Regions from separate parts of the Sus scrofa genome. Here region 2 is linked to region 1. Evidence: chromatin contacts called from public Hi-C data. All regions are on one chromosome and are shown on one strand. The core of a region is the stretch at or near the end of the contact, and the rest is flanking DNA. Distances in the headings are between cores, read along the strand shown. Region 1 holds the start of REXO2 (oligoribonuclease, mitochondrial). Region 2 overlaps NXPE2 (NXPE family member 2).

Region 1 (4,276 bases), core at 1,105-3,604:
CATGATTCTCCTTCAGCTGATGTATCAGGAGGTACAACAGGATGTTGGCCTGGTACTCCAGGAAAGTAGCAATTTCTCTAAAAATGGCTCCTCCCTTCTTTTACCTACCCAGGAAATTTAGAAGTCTTAACGGCAGATTAGGAAATTGATCCAGTGTCAGTAACACCTCAATCAGACCCTCTGGAAACTGACTTTAACCAAACTGTCTTTCCCAAAAACATCCCTGCCCTGTTCCTTTTCTAGAGTTTCTCACTGCCTCTGAATAAGGCTGACAATAGGACACAAAGTTATTCGGGGCCCAGGAGTTGACCCTCTATCAATCAGAAGCCGTCATACACTTACTAAATGCTTTGTAAGTGGTCAAAAGGCAACAGGTGTGTTTGGTTTCGCTTAATCTTTCAGTTAAAAGGAGCGTATTAAAACCTTGATCATATCCAAGAGATCAGCAAGAGGATGTTTCACGATTCTCTATCAACAGAAATTCTAAAATCTCAATATAGGTTAGAAGGAGCAGACGTCCTAGTTGAAAAGGTAGAAACTGACTACATGGGGTCAAGTTAAAGCTAAGGTTATGATATAAAGAAGCCAACTTTGGCATGAGTCACCAATCCCGGTAGGCTACCAAGGTTGGTTGCCTTACTTGGTTGGGAGCATTTGACTCAGACTGCCTGAGTTAAACTCCTGGCTCTCCCAATACCTAGCCGGGTGGCCTTGGGCAAATTACCCAACACCTTTGTGCCAAAATGTCTCTTTCCATAAAATAATAGTACCTACACCTTATAGTTGCCGTGAGGATTAAGAGTGAATACCTGTAAAGCACTTAGAACTGTGCCTAGCACACAGTAAGCTCTCAGTAAATGACAGCATTAATCTATAGGGACCTTAATCTATAGGGACCCCAGTTTCTGCATTTTTTAAATAAAGAGATGTGGAAAAAAGTGATCTTTCAATTTCTAATACACTCTAAGTATGGTTATTACAAGGCATCACCTACTTCAGCCAAAATGTTGAGATCTGAGTCAGTTATCAGACAGGCCATCTCAATAATCTGGTCCTTCTCAATGTCCAATCCTGTCATCTGCAATAGAAAATATGTAACACACAAAAAAACCATCTTGTTGGTCTACCGTACCCAAGTTTATTTAACAGGAAACCCTTCAAGCATACTCAAATTATATCCCAGAGCCAGGAAAGAAGAGACAATAACACTCCCTGGCCAAGTACTTAAGGCGCTCAATATGAGTTTTTGGTCCAACAGACATTTACCAAGGGCCTGCTACATGTCCGGCATCACAGTTCTACTCTGGGGCAGATGCAAAGCAAGCAAAATTGAGTGCTGACAGCATCCAATTTTGGAAGAGTTGGATAACTAACATCACTACATCTTTGTACAGAGTTTACAAAGTTTTTATATTAATTACGTCACTTGGTCTTCATCACAATTTTGCATTATTATCCCCATTTCACATAGGAGAAAACTGAGGCTCAAGGGAAGGAGAGAGTCCTTGGTTGAGTATGGAAAACCTAAAAGGATAAGAACTAGGTTGGAGTCCCAACTCAGATCCTCACTAACAGCACGACCTTGAATGAGCTGAATCCTTTCTCTCTCTGGGCCTCAGTTTTCTCATTTATGGAATATGGGGTAAGGCTGAGTCATCTCCGGAGTCCCGTCTAGCTCTAACAACCTAAGGTCCCGGGAGGCTGGGAAGTCGGGTCTGGCAGAGCCGCATTGCCCACCTCCACCCCTGGGACCCCGAGCCCAAAGGGCCCCAAGCGTTAGGGAGGTCCACATCTGGGAGGAATTGAGGGGTTGGGGAAGCCATATGGATGACTCCTCCCTTTGGAAAAGAAAGCCTACAGTCGGGCACAGTCCCCCAAACCCACAGGACTCTTGCCCCGCGCCCTGCCCCGCGCCGCCCACAACCGAGCGGCGCTCACCTGCCACACCTGAGATCCAAACACCGCCGCTCTCCCCGGACAGGCTCGGCTACTTGATGCCACGCGCGAAACCTCACTCGCCTTCCCTCACCCCCCAACCGACCTGACTCACCTCCAGGTCCACCCAGACCATCCGCTGAGCCATGCTCTCCCCCGCCGCCATGGCTGCGCCACCTTCGCGGACACCCCGCGCCCCGAACTGCCTGCGAGTCCCACCCACACCTCGCAACAGCCTGCAACCCAGGGAGCCGCCTAGCATCACCCGGCACGAGCCGCCACGGCCCCAGCCTCTCAGCCGGCGCTGGCGCAGGCGCGATAGTCGCTAAACGTCGCAAACCCGCGGGGAAGCGCCGGAGCAAAAACCACTAGTCCCAGCATCCAATGCGCCGGCTCGCCATGAACAGTCGGACTTAGTTGCCGAATGGCGTGATGGGACTTAGAGTCTTGCCTGGTGTTGCGACCAATTTCCCCGCCCCCGCCACGTGTTTTCGGGTGTTACTGGACGCGCCTGTTTTTCCGAACTAAGTTTATTCCTTTTGAAGAGTTATTTCCTGAATTTGGATTAGTTGCAAGCCGCCTAGCTGAGAAAAAACTCTCTTAGTTCGTTTGGTAAAAAAGACTTGTTACCTATTTTTTATTTTTTTCAAATATATTTTTCTTTTTTTACTCTTTTTAACCTCCTTTTTACTTACCTGCTGCTCCGCTCCACACACTGGGTATTTTTCTCCTTTACATGAGACAGCAGGGCGATATGCTCTTTTTTAGGCCGGAAGGCCAATTCTACTATCATCAAATCTTTTGGAAACCTTTAAAAGATCTTATCTGAGAGGTAACTTAGCACTTGTTAGGTGCTGAATAAAAGTCTTCTTCGTCGGCAAAGGATTTACTCCTTATTGCTTACTGAGGGATGTCCCGTGGGCTGTGTTTCAGTTCAGCTGTTCGATGTTAGTGGTAATGACTTCCTACTTCACCCTGACACGTTCACAAAGTTGAATCTTCTCCTTGTATAACAAATCTATGCAGCAAGTTAAAGTGAACTAAAAAGAGCTCTGCCCACTCTTCAATCTGCTTTGGTTTTGATCAAAGTATTTTTAATCTCCTCCAATAACACCGGTAGTTTCCATTCCCACCAACAGGATCTTTTGACCCTGGAGTGTCAAATAGCATGAGTCTCTAAAATCTTTGGCTATTCAGTATCAAGTTTGGGCTTTGAGTATGACTTTGTCACAAGCATTGCACTCAACCTGGAACTGTATTCTGGGTATTTTTCTGAAAGCCATATTGCCTCTAATTGAGCTGGTGGTCCATCGCATGTAATTCAAACCTGGTGAGCTGGTTTTTTGAGAGAGAAACTTTGTTGCCTAATAAGAGCATTAAGGATAATACAGAGTCCTGGATTTCACCTTCAATATCTCTGCCAGGTCACAGAGAAAATCCCTTTGAAGTGTCATCCAATGAATGGTGTGTAAATGTATACATATGAGCACAGTGTGTATATATTCTGAGTTGCCTGATGAGTCACATTGTTTGCCATAGCTTTTTACTGACTTGCTACTTTATAAGAAATGGTCTACATTTCTTTAGTTTTTTCCCTGGTTTTAAACCTGATTCATATAAATTAGAATCCACTGAAGTATATAAGCTTTTATCAGTTGCACTTTTTATTCTCCTGAAGTGTCATTATTTGTTCATATTTTCAAAGAACACCCTTTGTTTTTCAAAGATACTACTGGAACACTAAGCAGTTTTATTACAAATTATAATTTATGAAATGCTATTTACATTTAAGAAGGTGTATCCTGAAAACTTATGATCATAATTTTAAAATATTGAGTAGTAAATGTTGTGTGGATGGTTTTGAAACTTTGGTTTTCATAGCAATGTACTTTCATTATAACAATAAAAACACATTTTAGATGAATGGTATTATAATGTAAGAAGCTGTATAGTCTATTGGGTTTTGTGTGTAATAACATTCAATTGAAAATCTTAAAGGTTAATGTCCCAAAGCAGAAAGATGTATGCACCAAATTCACAAATCCAAACCATGTAAATAAAGAGAGGGCAGACACAAAATATGGGCCCTTGGATTTCCTTTTGGGCACAGCAGGTAAAGGATCCAGTGTTGTCACCGTTGTGGCTCGGGTTCGATTCCTGCCTGGGAACTTCTACATGCCACAGGTACAGCCAAAAATATATACATGTATTGGGCCCTATAATCTTAAAGCAGCCTTGTCCCACAGTGACTCAATCATTGTGTTCCCTTTTCCTTTCTTAACATTATGTATCTCAAAGTCACAACACTGTGCTCAGAACTTTGCTTTTTCAATTCTGTTGT
Region 2 (4,276 bases), core at 1,323-3,822, 220 kb before region 1:
ATATTTGTTTGAAAAAGTCCAGCCTCTTTTGGATAAGGATAAATGGATTGTTTCATACTTTGACCAGGAAAACAAAAAGAAGTAAAGGTGACATAGGTGTGGAAGGGAAATTTTATAGCCATGTCAGGCTGGGTGTATCCTCCACCTTTCCCTATGTCATTATAATGTTTGAGTTGGATTTGAACTTGAATTTCTAGGCTTTAGGCTATCCAGCTTGCTCTTCTGAACCCATATTGGAAAACCAAGGCCTTTCTACAGTAGCATTTACTCAATTATGGAACAAAGAACCTGGCCCATTAAATAACTCCTCCATAGTCATACAATTTGGGGATATATTTTGTGCTCAATCCCACTGGAAGGAATAGATACTAAAGTCAATGAGGTCTGATGCAAAGAAACCTTTCCCAGATTGCATATACTTATTCATTCATCCAACTGTTGAGAACTTTCTACATGTTAGCCATTGTACTAGTCCTGTGAGACAACATGGTGGCCCCCAAACTTCCTATCATATGCAGATGGCCTTTAAGGCTCTGACCTTTTTTTTTTCCCCTCATTGCATTCCATGCCAGCTTCACTGGCCCCCTCAGGATTCCTGGAACATTCCAGCATGCTGTTGCTTCAAGTCCCTTCTTGGAAATAGTATTCCTCCCAAAATTCACATGGCTCACTTCACTCAGGTTCTAGCAACCTACCTTCAGGTTGGTGTTCAAGACAGGCCTTAGCTGACCATTCTTTTAAAATAGCATCCAGTATTACAGTCAAAATCTCTTATGTTGATGACTTCAGGTTACAAATTATTTGTTTGTTTGTTGTCCTTCTACCCATTCGAATGTTGAATTCTCAACACCTGGAGCTCTGTCTGGAGTATAGAAGGTGCTAACTATTTATAAATTGAATGAATGGTGAAAATGCTCAGTGGGTTAAGGATCCAGCGTTGCCGTGAGCTGTGGTGTAGGTTGCAGATGCGGCTCGGATCCCGTGTTGCTGTGGCTCTGGCGTAGGCTGGTGGCTACAGCTCCGATTAGACTCCTAGCCTGGGAACCCCCATATACTGCAGGAGCGGCCCTAGAAAAGGCAGAAAGACAAAAAAAAAAAAAATACCTTTTTGTAAATTTGACAGATGAAAAATTATTAAAAAAAAACCCAATAGTAAGTCTCCATCTTCATCTGTCAAATTTACAAAATAAAGATTTGACAGATGAAGATGGAGACTTACTATTGGGTTTTTTTTTAATAATTTTTTTAAATAATTTTTTTATGGCTGCACTCAATGGCTTATGGAAGGTTCTGGGCCAGGTATCGAACCCAAGCCACAGCTGGTCACCTACATCACAGCTGTAGCAATACCAGATCCTTTAACCCACTGTGCCAGGCTGGAGATTGAACCCAGGCCTCTGCAGCAACCCAAGTCACTGCAGTTGGATTCTTAACCCACTGTGCCACAGCGGGAACTCTGATTTAAATATTGTTTTTAATTGCATTTATTTTAATACTAGTGTGTTCCAACTTTATTTTCCTTCAAACACCTATTTTACTGATAATATTCTCTCCTGTATGGTCTATTTCCTTTGTTCGGTCTTTTTTCTTCCAATGTTTTTTAATTTCTTGGTTAATGTTAGTTATTCATATAATAAACATCTTAACATGTAGACTCTCAATTTTGCAGAAAATATTTTTATTAGTTCATGTCCTGACATTTTTAGAAGTATTTAATGTTTATAGTTAAAGCACTGATAAATTACTTTGTAACATACCTCTATTGTTTCTAATCTTAGACTGTTTTCCACATTTTCATTTTCTAAATATTCAATTCTATTTTTTTAAACAAGAATATGTTCATTTAGTGGATAAAAATATCCTATCAGTAGAGCACAAAAAAATTTTTTGGCTGCACCCTTGGCATGTGGAAGCTCCTGGGCCATGGATTGAACTCATGCCATGGCAGCAACAACACCAGATCCTTAACATGCTGAGTCACCAGGGAACTCCTGAGCACAAAATTTTGAGAAAATGTTCTATAAAAGCACTATTGGAAAATCATGAAAAATAGGTCACTTCAAATTATAAACAAGTATGTTTTGTAATAAGTTTATCAGTACAAATGGAAGAGAAAATCAACTATTATGGAAAAATCTAGTCAGCCAAACTAGATCACTTAGACTACCTAAATTCATTCTAATTAGATTTAGTACAATTAACAGAATAGTTACAAGTTTTGAATTTTTTTCTACCTTTTATCACACTATTGTCATTCTTTTTTATTACCATACATAATCATAATTTCACTATCTGGTACATAATCAATTCCAAAATTTTTTTATCTTAAATAGAATAACTGTCTTATTACTTCTTGTTAAGATTATAACACTTTTAAATTAATAAATTAAACTACATAATGGTTTGATCAATATCTATCCCTGGCATTTTTTTTTTTTTTTTTTTTTTTTAGTAACTGGGTTGCCAGTGCACTTGATGAACTGAGTAACTTCAGGGCTAATGGAGCAGATGTGGCCAGAGCAGTCACGAAATTGACTGTTGGCAAGTACTCAAAGGTCAACCCAATAACATGGTCATTGAGCCAGCTGGGAGGATCCAGGAGTGAGACATCTGGTTGCCACAGTAGACTACCCATGTAACTCAGGATTACCAGGTCCATTTTGTACTGACTCAGGCTGCTCAAAAATTGTAGAAGCTGCCTCAGGCCTCACCTCCCCAATCAGCCTTTGGGCACCTCTGAAGTGGCTGGAAAGCCAGAAATGGGTTTTGAGGTAAACTAGTCTAAAACCTAAACTTTGAATTAGCCTGTGTACATGAATTTATGCTTCATTCTGTGTGTATAAACTAAGGGAACTAAATGCTTTAAACTATTGGGAAATTCAACCAGCGAGCACATCTGCCATGTATTCAAACTGTTGATTGTACATATATATCAAAAGTATTGGAGTTCCCATTGTGGCACAGTGGAAACAAACCCGACTAGGAACCATGAGGTTGCAGGTTTGATCCCTGGCCTTGCTCAGTGGGTTGAGGATCCAACATTGCCGTGAGCTGTGGTGTAGGTCGAAGACGTGGTTCAAATCCTCAGTTGCTATGGCTGTGGCGTAGGCTGGCAGCTACAGCTCCGATTAGACCCCTGGCCTGGGAACCTCCATATGCCGTGAGTGCAGCCCTGACAAAAGACAAAAGACAAAAAAAAAAAAAAAAAAGGTATTAAAATAATAGATTTAGAAAACAACCAAGTTATCTGTGAAATTAATCAGAGAGTTCTACTCCCAAACATGAAGTCATGCCATATTATTATTGGTTTTCTACTCCTGACTATACATACTCAGATTTACTCTTTGTTTTCTCTCCACTCCCCTTCTCTCTCCTCCCTTCCTCCTTCATTTGTCTTTTTTCCTTCCCTCCCTTCCCTCTTCCATAAAATACATAGCAAGTCCATGCTATGCACCCCATATTGTGTTAGCTGTGGAGACATAAACAAGAGACACCCCATCTCTTAATGGCAATAATATGTTCTAAGTTGGCAGACTTACATGGAAAATTAGGAAACAAGATAAGGAATCATGATAGTATTATTTAATATTAATAATAAGCAAATATTTTCTATGTGTTGATGCTCTTCTAACCACTTTAATAGTATTTTCTAATGTATCCTTACAACAGCCCTATGAAACTAGTAGAATTGCTTCCCCTCTTCAGAAAGTGAAACTGAGGTCCAGAGAAACTTAAATAACTTGGCCCGGGGTGCAGAGCTCATAAGTGGTGGGAAGTGTGAGTCAAAAGCTGGGAGGCTGATTCCAGAACCTGTAGTCTTAACCACTAAATTGCACTACACACGAGAGAAACTCTTTAGTTGACAAGCAGGAAATAAATTAAACCACTTAGCTGCTTTATTTTTACTATAAACATTTTAAAAGAAAATATGTATTTTGTGTCTTCCACATGAGTATAATTTTGACCGAGCTTAGTAGCAAATGTTTCATCTTCATTATGTGGTTACTATGGGTTGTACTACTGAGGTTTAGTTTATACTGATCTTTGAATCTATGGGATCTAGTTCTGCTTGAAAATATGCTCCAAATTTTGACTGCAGGACCAGAAAGTGTTTTGGCTACACGAGAGATTGATCAAATAAAGCTTCAAAATAAAAGTATTTTCAAATGGGTTTGGCATGAGTTCCTGCTGGCTCAGCAGGTTAAGGATCTGGCATTATCACTGCTGTGGCTCAGGTCACTGTGGTTGAGGGTTTGATCCCTGGCCTGGGAACTCT

The links. Hi-C and Micro-C count contacts between places; a contact is called where the count stands out from the background.
Region 2: a contact with region 1 is called in a Hi-C map of subcutaneous adipose tissue, with 1.8 times the contacts expected there. The contact joins the enhancer-like site here to the promoter of REXO2 in region 1. A contact is called at or near these places in 1 of 5 promoter capture datasets (liver) and 3 of 47 Hi-C or Micro-C datasets (embryonic fibroblasts, liver and subcutaneous adipose tissue).

Annotation. Positions count from the first base shown.
Region 1 is chr9:41,976,047-41,980,322 of Sscrofa11.1, reverse strand. It overlaps REXO2 (oligoribonuclease, mitochondrial), which reads right to left and starts at 2,354. Exons shown (of 7, transcript XM_003129878.3): 1 at 2,051-2,354; 2 at 995-1,078. The coding sequence starts at 2,197.
Region 2 is chr9:42,198,202-42,202,477 of Sscrofa11.1, reverse strand. All of the region lies in intron 4 of NXPE2 (NXPE family member 2), which reads right to left. It also overlaps the pseudogene LOC100524035. Among named protein-coding and RNA genes, the nearest start is that of NXPE2, 26 kb to the right of the region's middle. Within about 2 kb of position 2,572, at least 6 of the 83 cell types and tissues checked have an H3K27ac peak or open chromatin away from gene starts, as enhancers often do. A contact at or near this core is called in subcutaneous adipose tissue, where this site is marked.